2 separate regions of the Ovis aries genome follow, and region 2 is linked to region 1. Evidence: chromatin contacts called from public Hi-C data. All regions are on one chromosome and are shown on one strand. Each heading gives the region's core, a stretch centred on a gene start, on an enhancer-like site or on the middle of the called end of the contact. The rest is flanking DNA. Distances are from core to core; before and after follow the strand shown.

Region 1 (5,306 bases), core at 2,716-5,215:
CAAAATAGTTGTCTTAAGCGACCATGTTTTGGTGTAGTTTATTACACATGTACATAGGAAAAGAGAGCAGAAACAACTGTTATCTGCAGTACCGGACAAATACAGATGGTCTCATTTTAACAGACCTGTTCCTAGAAGCATTTGCTGAAAATCAACACAAAATTACACATGAAATTATTTTTTAATCTTCTGCATTTACATTTAAATTTTGGAGGATTTCCTTAGTGGTCCAGTGGTTAAGAAAATCCACCTGCCAATGCTAGGGTCGTGGGTTCGATCCCTGGTCTCCTGAGCTCGCATGCCACAGCTGCTGAGGCCCATGCTCTGGGTCAACAGAAGGAGAAGCCGTTGCAAGGAGAAGCCCACGGACAACTAGAGTAGCCCCTGCTTGCTGCAACTAAAGAGAGCCCTCACGCAGCAACAAAGACCCAGTGCAGCCATAAATAAATCAATAAATCTGGGAAGAGAATCACCAAATCCCATTGCAATCCAAGTATACTCATTGGCTTAGGCCTCATCTCCTTCTGGAAAAGCCATCCTTACACCCAGCCAGGGTAGGTGTCCCTGGCAGAGCATCCTTTCATGGCGGCAGAGCATCCTTTCATGGCACCAGAGCTCAGCACTGAATTTGCCTGTTTGCTGTCTGCCCCTTGAAGGCAGGGGTCATAGCCACTCCTCCTTGCAAGAGCTGAGTCATAATGGCTAATGCAGAAAGTATGACTGAGATAGTTCTAACCACTTGACATATTATCTTATGTTTGTATCAGTTCACTTAATGTTTTCCATAGCTTTGTGGGGTAGGCACTATTATCACTCCCAATCTCCAGATGAGGAAACTGAGGCACAGAGAGGCTAAGTACCTTGCCCAGCGTTACCCAGCTAAGTAACCAGCAGAGTCTGGCTTTGAACCCAAACAGCTGGGGTCCTGAGTCCATGCTCTTGGCCATTATAACACATGACTTCTCCTTTAACATTCAGGATTCAATAAATGTTTTTGACTCAATGAGTCAACAACAGAAATCAAACCCAAGCTTCTCACACAGATGAGGATTTCTGAAAGAAAAAAACCAGTGCCGTGTGAACAAAAATCAATTCTAAGAACTACACGCAGACATAAAAAATCCCATATAAATGCTAAGTAATGACAGCGAATTTGCTACAAAGACCAGAAATAAGCCTGAATGAGAAAAGATACTCCCTACCCTTCCTGTTTATCTATTAGTGCTAATCTAGTCAGTAGCCACTAATAGAATTACTTTGGGAAAATCTATTCTAAGAGGAACCAAGGGAGGACACAGATAAATAAAGCTCACATACAAATACTGGAATCTCAAGTTCATTCACCGTTCATTTCTGAAAGTGTCTCTACCAGACCTACTGATCTGTATCATCTCTTCCCCCTTTGTCTCCATCTGGGCCAGGGTATAACAAAAGAGGAAGGAGACAAGCAAAGCTTTCACAAAAAGCAATGCCTGGGAAAAACACCCCTGATACACTGAGAACTGGCTGCAAGTGGCCATGCCTGAACTGGGAGGTCCCGGATACAAAGACTGTAGAGGATGCATGAACACAAAGCCTTGTTGACCAGATTTCAAACTTTTTACTGTTGCTACTGGACAGCACGTTGTGTACAGACCAGCAGCATCAGCAGCATGCTAGAGCTTAGCAGAATTGCAGTACCTTGCAGTCTGGCCCCAGGACAACTGAATTTGAATTTGCCAACGTGGGCAGGAAAGTTTGAAAGCATTGAAAAGGACTGGACCACATGAATGTGGGGGACGGTGGAAAGGAAGGGAGGCATCTGTCCTGAAGCAGTGACCCTCTGGCCTCCCTACCCTGCCTTACCTTCAATATTCCTGCTACCTCCATTCCAAATGTCACACAGCCAGTGACACATCAGTGTAAAGCTGATGGAAACGGTCACTGGGAGTGGGTGGACACCAACTCAGACTTTGTGGAGTCAATGGCAACAAACCTAGAGTCCCAGTTCCACAGGTTACTGGCTGTGATAAAAGAATTATTTAACCTGCTTGAAGCACCAATTTCTCATCTGTAATACACGGGAAATAAGCATGGTGCCTGGCATTAGCAGGAAAACTGCATGTTCGGGTCCAACAGAGTGCGGGGCGCAGGAGGAGAGTGAGGTCAGAAAAGGGGCCAGCCCTGCCTGCAACCCTCCAAGCCAGGCTCCCTCTGGACTTGGAGACAGAACAGACGGAACTACTTCATCTCCAGATGCCAGAGATCAGGACTTCTCATTCCACGTCAGACCTCAGAACCAGACTTCATTCCTCGGAACCAGAAGTGACTTAAGAACACATTCATTTTACAGCCAAGGAAGCTGGAACCCAGACAGTTTAATGCTTGGGACAATACCACCTTCCTTACCCAGTTCCTTTGTCGTGAATGCCAAAGAGCAGTGTTCTAAATGCAGATCTAATTACTTCTCCTCACAAATATCCTGAAAATGATTTATTATACACTCAGAGAAGACAGTAGGATGGGGTGATCAAAGGCCCAGGAGACCACCTTCGAATACATCTCCGCCACTGATTGTGTGACCCTAGTAAAGTTATGTACTCAAAATTTCTGGAGCTTACCTTTTCACCTGTAAGAGACCCATCAGACCATCTTTAATGTCATTTCTAGCTACAAGCATCACTGACTCAATGGACATGAATTTGAGCAAGCTCCAGGAGATGGTGAAGGACAGGGAAGCTTGGCATGCTGCAGTCCATGCTGGGGTCGCAAAGAGTCGGACACGACTGAGCAGCTGAACAAGCTACAAGCAATTCAGTCCAGATGAAATGCCAGTTTCTCTATGGATGTAATTTTCAATACTGTCCACGAGATGGCAGAACACTTCCTTTAGTCCAGCATAGTGACACAAAGGGAAGAAATTCTAAGGAATTAGTACGTATTTTTCAAAGCATTCAGTTTTCAACAGATTAATTATAACTGGATGTATCTTAGTGTTACTCATTCTAGTCAAGCATTTGGCCAGCAGTAAGCCATATGCCATGAGAAAAGGAAAGTTTTAAAGGGCTAAATTAGGATTTTAAGGTATGAAACTCGGATGAGCACAGGGGCAGATGCAGAATTAGGGACATTGATAAGTGCAACCTGGCCACCCAAACACGACAAAGAAACTGCCTTCTTGACAAATGAAGCACAAAAGGCGATTATCTACAAAATGTTTGGATATACAAACATTTAAAAAACATTTTCACATAAAGAATCTGAAAAAGAATAGATACACGTATATGTATAACTTGAGTCACTTTGCTGTATATGTGAAACTAACGCAACACTGTCAATCAAAGATACGCCAATATAAAATGCAAAGTTTAAAACCAGCGTTTTCACATGGAAAAGTGACACAAAATAGACAAAGAAAAAAATAATTAGATTACAAACAAAGTTTTGCATTTAAAAATGCAGAGAGATTAAACACCCTGTGCTGTCCTGAAACCAAAGACAGACCTAGAAGAAGGACTGGTAAAATCAGAAAAGATTTTAGTTAATAGTTTTGTACCACTATTCAGGTTTGACAAGGGCACTACGGTTACGTAAAAAAAGGGAAGCTGGGTGATGGGAATATAGGATCTCTCTGTACTATCTTTGCCACTTTTCTGTATATCTCAAACTATCCCAAACCAAAGTTTTCATTTTAAAAATGGACAGAAAAGCAAGAGGAAAAAACAGCCAAGAAAGGACAGAAACATGGAGTTCCATAATAAACACAGGGTTTTGTAACTGACAAAACAAATGTCCTAGTTGATAACTTAAGAGGAGGAAATTTAAAGTAGGAGGTAGTAGCTCACATGCAATATAACTAATAATGTGAATAAATAAAAATGGCAAAGCCTAGAGAACAGCGGGCAGCGGACAAAGGTGTCTTCTGGGGTATTAACAGATGGAATTACATGCTGCTGCAGCCTTCCTGAAAAACAATTTTGCAATAACTGACAGAAGCCATAAGCCGATAGCCTTTGACCTGGTAATACTGGTTTCAGCAATCTGTACCAAAGCAATGATCTAAAGGGAAAAAAAGCCACCTATTCCTATGAAGTTGCAGCTCTGCTCTGTAGTACTGGAAATTGTATGACTACTGGGTATCTAGACAGATTATGGTGCAATTATTTAAATAGAATAGTATTAATAGAATTAAGAATAATAAATCTGAGAACTGTGGAAAGGAACAGGTAAAACAATTTTTTAAGAGTTCAGTACACGCAATGTAGTATCCTGGATGAGGTCCTAGAACAAAAAAAGGCTATCGGTGGGAAACACTGGAAAATGGGAATGAACAAAGCCTATTTTAGTTAGTAATATGGTGTCAATATTATTTTCTTACTTTGGATAACTGTCCATGATTATGAAGATGTTATTATGGGAAGATAGGTGGAAGGTAATATGGGAACTCAGTCTTGGCGACTTTTGTATAAATATATAATTATCTTAAAAGAAAAAGCTAAAGAGCTCAGAATCATATACAAACTTATGCATACACGGCAATCAACTAAAAAACACATTCACTGTATAAAAAAGTAGGTCGGCTCATAAAACACTGGCAGAGTTATAAAAATACTTTGCTCTTGCAGGAAGGCAGGGGGTAGTGTGGGGAGAAGAGATCATTTATGCTGCTACTTAGATTTTCACTGAGCAACTGATTATCAGGATGTTTAGACTCAGAGTGGCTAGAGGGAATTTTGAAATATTCACATCCTGATGGCCTAAAAACAACTTTTATTTTTCCAGCAACTAGGTTTCATTGAGGGAGTAAGGAAGACACTTTTTCTAACAATCTATTTATTCTCCAGGGACTGTATTTAGAATTCCATCATACATGAAACTAAATATTTTTTTGTCCCTAAAGAAAGGACACCTTCTGCTTGTTTATGAGGCACTCAGTTCCTGGGTTGTTGGCAAATTAAAAAGAATGGAAAGGGTTAACTAAAGATACCCTTTAGATATCTTTAGATCTATGGAAAGCTTGAATATCTGGGAACCTACATCTTGCCACTTCTGCCTGCTTAGGTGCCCCAGCAGCATAAACAGGCAAGGAGAAACCAAGAGGCAGATGGGACAGGCCAGGGGGTAGTGGCGATGGAGAACCCCTCCAAAGTGGCCTCATCAATGTCAGTTCTAAACCAACGGACTTATTCCCAATTTGTAAAAAATAATTTCATTAAGTGTTGCTGGAAACAGCACTGAAGGATTATCTGAGCCTTCCCTGCACGGTCTCCCCCGGCCCATATCCGTCGCAGGGTGGCGAGACCCTGCATCCAGAGAAGCACAGCGAG
Region 2 (5,505 bases), core at 1,245-3,744, 300 kb after region 1:
ACTATCTATTTTAGCTATGAATTGCTCTGTAATAAATGACCCCTTGCAGCTGAAAATCACAAACAGGTATTGTCTCACCATTTCTGCAGGGCCAGCGTCTGGAAGCCAGGGTCTCTCATGAGTTCTCAGGCAAGCTGTTAGCTGAGACTGCAGTCATATGGAGGCTGGGCTGGGGGAATGTGCTTCCACACTTGCTCACGTGATTTTTGGCAGTCCTCAGTTTCTTATTGGCTGTTGGCCAGAGATGTCTATTCCTCCTCCACATGAGTAGCCTGAGGGATCTTCACAACATGGCTGATGGATTCCGCTAGAGCAAGTGGTCCAAGGGAAAGTGGGGAGGGAGAGTGAGAGAGACCAAGATGCCTTGGTGTCTCTTGGGGTTTATTTTTCATTTCTGTGTAAATAATATTAGCAGAAGTCATGCATTTGTATCAAATATCACATTTTTCAAGAAAGAAGAGGCTTTAACCTTTTTCCATAAGAAAACTATAGGCCTTCATTTTAGATAAATGATAATAATATTCATAAAATAAAAAGTAAAATGTTTTGAGCATTTACCATGTCCAGGGCAGTCCACTGAGCACAGAGATCAACAGAATGGTCTCTGGGACAGACTGCCAGGTGTTGCCTTTCTTATCCACCACTTACTGATTGTGTGCCACTGGGCAAGTTACTAAACTCTCTATGCCTCAGTTTCCTCATCCATAAAATGGAGGTAAAAATAATATTTACCTTCTACAGTTGTTATGAAAATTAAGTGGGTCATAATATACGGATCACTAAGGGGCTGGCATCTAAAAAGCATTTTGTAAGATTTAGCTAATATCGATATTAGGCAGAATTTATAAATATCACATCATTTAATACTCAAAACACTGGAAGGTAAGAACAATTATTCTTTGACTTTATGGGTAAGGCAGTTGAGCTTTGATAATGTTCGTTAAGTAATTTACCTAAATGCACACAAATGAGTGGCAGAAATGAGTTCTATGCAATTCTCTAGCTAGAGCTTACTTAAAAAAAAAATCTCAGAGGTGGGAAGAGAGATGAAAAGTGAAGGTAGAATCTAGATTAAAGAACTTATAAGCCACTGTAACTTTTCAGAAGTTATTGTAAAAGTATATAGAAATAGAACACATTTTATAGTGCATACCATTAAAAATCACCTATAGTTCTTACAGAAAAAGTGAGCATAAAATATCAGATCATAGATAAACTGGCAAGAGTATAGTGAAGCCAAAGAAAGACATTAGAGAACCTACTACCCATCTCCAAAGTCTGACCAACTGACGCTGAAGTCCCTTTTCTCGAGTACTAAATTGGAATGTTTCCAATAATCAGAATTGCTTTGGCTTTTAGACACCCACCTGCCACTCAGGGTATGGTAGACATTAGGCCCATCCACAAATATTCTAGCTGTTTTCCTAGGAATATGGTGGAACTGCACTTCCCCTGCCCCTTTGAATCAGGTATGGCTGTATGGCTTGCTTCGTCTGATGAAATACGAGTGGAAATGATGTGTGTTCATGCCAGGTAGAAACTTGAAGCACCAACATGCCTTTTGCTCATGTCCAGGTGATATCCACCTCAGCCTAGATCCTTGAGGGACTATTATGGGCAGGGCCTCTCCCTGACCTTCTGTGGACATATGGTGTGAGCAGCTAATAAACCACTGCTGTTTTAAGCCACTGGGATTTTGGGGATTTTACCCCCAAATAATCCATTTTCTCTGGGATGATTATCCACAGTTTCAAAACCTTATTTTAAAATTGTGATACCTATGAAACAGTAGTGCAGAAAACGTTTCATTGGGAATTCCCTGGTGGTCCGATGCTTATGACTCAGTGTTTTCACTGCCATGGGCCTGGGTTTGATTCCTGGTCAGGGAACTAGAATCCCGCAAGCTGCCAAGGAACAGCCAAAAACAAAAAAAAAAATCCCTAGGCGGGTGGTGTAAACATTTTGTTGAACTCTATTACTAGTTTATGTTTTCCAAAGGTACCTATAGCTAGCACTTAGCTTATAAACTGGCATCCCTGGAACTGAAGGGATTTGTTAGCTTTTAAGACTTGGGTTTCGCTGATGGCTCAGTGGTAAAAAAAAAAAAAATCTGCCTGCCAGTTCAGGAGACGAGGGTTCAATCCCTGATCCGGGAAGATCCCACGTGCCGTGGAGCAACTAAGCCCGTGAGCCACAGCAGCTGATCCTGTGCTCTAGAGCCGGACGGTCGCAACAACTGAGCCCACGCGCCGCAACTACTGAGGCCCACACGCCCCGGAGCCCACGCGCCACAACAGGAGAAGCCGCTGCCAGGAGAAGCCTGAACACTGCGGGCAGAGAGCAGCCCCTGCTCGCCACAACTAGAGAAAACGCCCACGAAACAAGGACCCGGCACGACCGAAACCAAATGAATAATAAGAGTAAAAGAAGACTCTTCTTCACTGCGTCAGCTAACCTGAAACGTAAACTACCGAAGTCAGCAGAGCTCACAGTAAAGAAAACCAGCTTTAAACATTACCTCTCATTAAACATTACCTCTCATTAAACATTACCTCTGTTGGAGCGGTGAAGCTCCTGTTGGAGTCCAGCCACCAAAAAGCAAACACATTGGCTCCAGTTTTAACTGTTTGAAAAACAATTACACGTGACAACAGCAGCACTTTAACAGCATCATCTTAGGATCTGAAATAGCTCAGCTGGAATTCCATCACCTGCACTAGCTTTGATAGAACCCAGGCCCATGGCAGTGGAAACACTGAGTCCTAACCACCTTATGGCAGAAAGTGAATAGGAACTAAAGAGCCTCTTGATGAAGGTGAAAGAGGAGAGTAAAAAAGGCTGGCTTAAAACTCGACATTCAAAAACTAAGATCATGGATGGCAGCTGTTCACATCACTTCATGGCATATAGATGGGGAAACAATGGAAACAGTAAAAGACTTTTTCTTGCACTCCAAAATCACTGCAGATGGTGACTGCAGCCATGAAATTAAAAGATGCTTGCTCCTTGGAAGAAAAGTTATGACCAACCTAGACAGTGTATTAAAAAGCAGAGACAGTGCTGACAAAGGTCCATCTAGTCAAAGCTATGGTTTTTCCAGTAGTCACGTATGGATGTGAAAGCTGGACTATAAAGAAGGCTGAGCGCCAAAGAATTGATGCTTTTGAACTGTGGTGTTGGAGAAGACTCTTGAGAGTCCCTTGGACAACAAGGAGATCAAACTAGTCAATCCTAAAGGAAATCAGTCCTAAATATTCATTGGAAGGACTGATACTGAAGCAGAAGCTATACTTTGGCTGCTTGATGCAAAGGGCTGACTCACTGGAAAAGACCCTGATGCTGGGAAAGACAGAAGACAGGAGAAGAAGGGAACGACAGAGGATGAGATGGTTGGATGGCATCGCCAACTCAATACACATGAGTCTGAGCAAGCTCCAGGAGATGGTGAAGGACAGGGAAGCCTGGCGTGCTGCAGTCCATGGGATCACAAAGAGTCTGACACGACTAAGTGACTGCGCAAAAACACATGACAGAGACGGGAAGGGTTCATCTACAAGCCACGAACACCAGGAGCTAGCAGAAACGCATAGAACAGATTCCACGTGCCCCACCCCCGGCGCAGAAGGAACCAGCCTTGCTGACAGCTACCCTCCAGAACTGTTACTGATCCACTCACTTTGTAGTGTTTCATTATGCTGGCCCTAAGAAACCAACACACCTCCTACTGCAAATAAAGACCTTTCCAAACAGATGAACATCGTATAGAAACATTCTTATGAACATAAAATATCTTGAAACTTTAGAGATTGTCCAAGGTATCAAAGACAAAATAAAGCCTAAAAAGGGTTTGCAATTGTCATTTTATGTGGTGACACATTGATGACACACCAAAAAAAGCCTCTTCTCTAGGTCCAGAGGTACTCAGAGTTATTTTACCTCAATTTTATTTTGGCATTGATTTTGTAACAATATGTAAGATGAACAGCAAATCTGATAAATGGATCCCCCAGTGTCATCTGCAGTAACAAGAGAGGCACAATAAATGTCTCATATTTCGAGTACGATTGCCCTTCGGTATCAGCCTCACACAGCCTTTGATATCTACAATATAATGAAAGCTGAAGCCAGGGGGCTTGAAAGGAGGGAGAAATGAGGAGTTATGTTTTCAGAGTTTCATTTTTGCCAGAGGAAAAGAGTTCTAGAGATGGACAGTGGTGATGAGTGCACAGCAATGTGAACGTATTTAATGCAATTGAACTGCACACTTCAAAACAGTTCAGAAGGAAAAGTTCATGTTACGTGTATTGTATCACAGTTAAAAAAATTTTTTTAAGGAAGTACACTGAAAACAAATAAGAAATAATGCTATTTCACTGCATCTGAGGATGTATATATATACTATAAATACAGTAATCTATAGTTAACAAAATAATTCTCACTTTTTCATTGGTTTGGGGAAGTAGAAAGACATTAAAGATGACAGCTTACTACATTAGTCAGGTTGTGTGTGTGTGTGTGTGTGTGTGTGCTCAGGCCCTCAATTATGCCCAACTCTACGCAACCTCATGGACTGTAGCCTGCCAGGCTCCTCTGTCCACTGAATTTTCCAGGCAAGAATACTGGAGTGGGTTGCCACTTCCTACTCCAAGGGATCTTCCCAGCCCAGGGATCGAACCTGCATCTCTTACATCTCCTGCGTTGACAGGTGGATTCTTTACCCCTGTGCCACCTGGGAAGCCTACTAGTCGGGATATTTCAAGTTAGAGAGCCAGTGCAGACTAGGGAAAAGGGAGGATGCACTGGCACATATAACTAGAGAGTCTGACTGGTGTAGATTGGTGACGACTGGGACCAGTGGGACCAGTGGACAAATGGGACCAGATTGGTGATGACTGGGACCAGTGGATTCCAAGGATATCATCAGACCTGGGTCTTTCTCCAACTCCATGTCCTGCCTCCTTGCTTATGTCTGGATGAATCACCCTCTAATTCACCATGGGGCCTCTTCCCATCATCGCTACCAGCCACTCCACTGGCCACTCTCCTGACCAGTAACCCTACCAGCTTTGGCCAAAGTCCTAGAATTGAGAGCCTGGCTTAAGGCTCCTGCCCATCTTCAAGCCAGAAACATCAGAGGAGTGAGGGAGTCCAGCCCCACTAAAGCAAAAGTCTGGGAACTAGTGAGGGTCTCTACCCTCTCCCTAAAAAGGATGCGTTGTTAATAACATTGGAATGAATGCTGAGCAGGCAAAAACAACAGCTGTCCACATAATGTCAGCTAATTATATTTATTAAACATGAAGAAACAGCCTCTATACTCTCAAGCTACTAAATGTCTTCCTAGCCGGTGATATTAATGTACAGATATGTCCAATTCTCTTAGACTAGAGAAAACACAAATAGTAATTAGGAGAGATTAACACAAAGGTAAAAAAAAAAGAAAAAAAATTAAAGTGGGTTACTTCTTTTAATCAGGGTCAACACATAAAGTAGCTTAGCAATTCT

What was found. Hi-C and Micro-C count contacts between places; a contact is called where the count stands out from the background.
Region 2: a Hi-C map of liver shows a contact between it and region 1, with 2.3 times the contacts expected there. The contact joins two enhancer-like sites. A contact is called at or near these places in 7 of 16 Hi-C or Micro-C datasets (liver, mesenteric adipose tissue, mixed tissues and 3 more).

The regions. Positions count from the first base shown.
Region 1 is chr6:60,530,141-60,535,446 of ARS-UI_Ramb_v3.0, forward strand. All of the region lies in intron 10 of APBB2 (amyloid beta precursor protein binding family B member 2), which reads right to left. Among named protein-coding and RNA genes, the nearest start is that of NSUN7, 150 kb to the left of the region's middle. Within about 2 kb of position 3,966, at least 1 of the 54 cell types and tissues checked has an H3K27ac peak or open chromatin away from gene starts, as enhancers often do. A contact at or near this core is called in liver, where this site is marked.
Region 2 is chr6:60,826,772-60,832,276 of ARS-UI_Ramb_v3.0, forward strand. No RefSeq gene overlaps it. Among named protein-coding and RNA genes, the nearest start is that of APBB2, 21 kb to the left of the region's middle. Within about 2 kb of position 2,495, at least 2 of the 54 cell types and tissues checked have an H3K27ac peak or open chromatin away from gene starts, as enhancers often do. A contact at or near this core is called in liver, where this site is marked.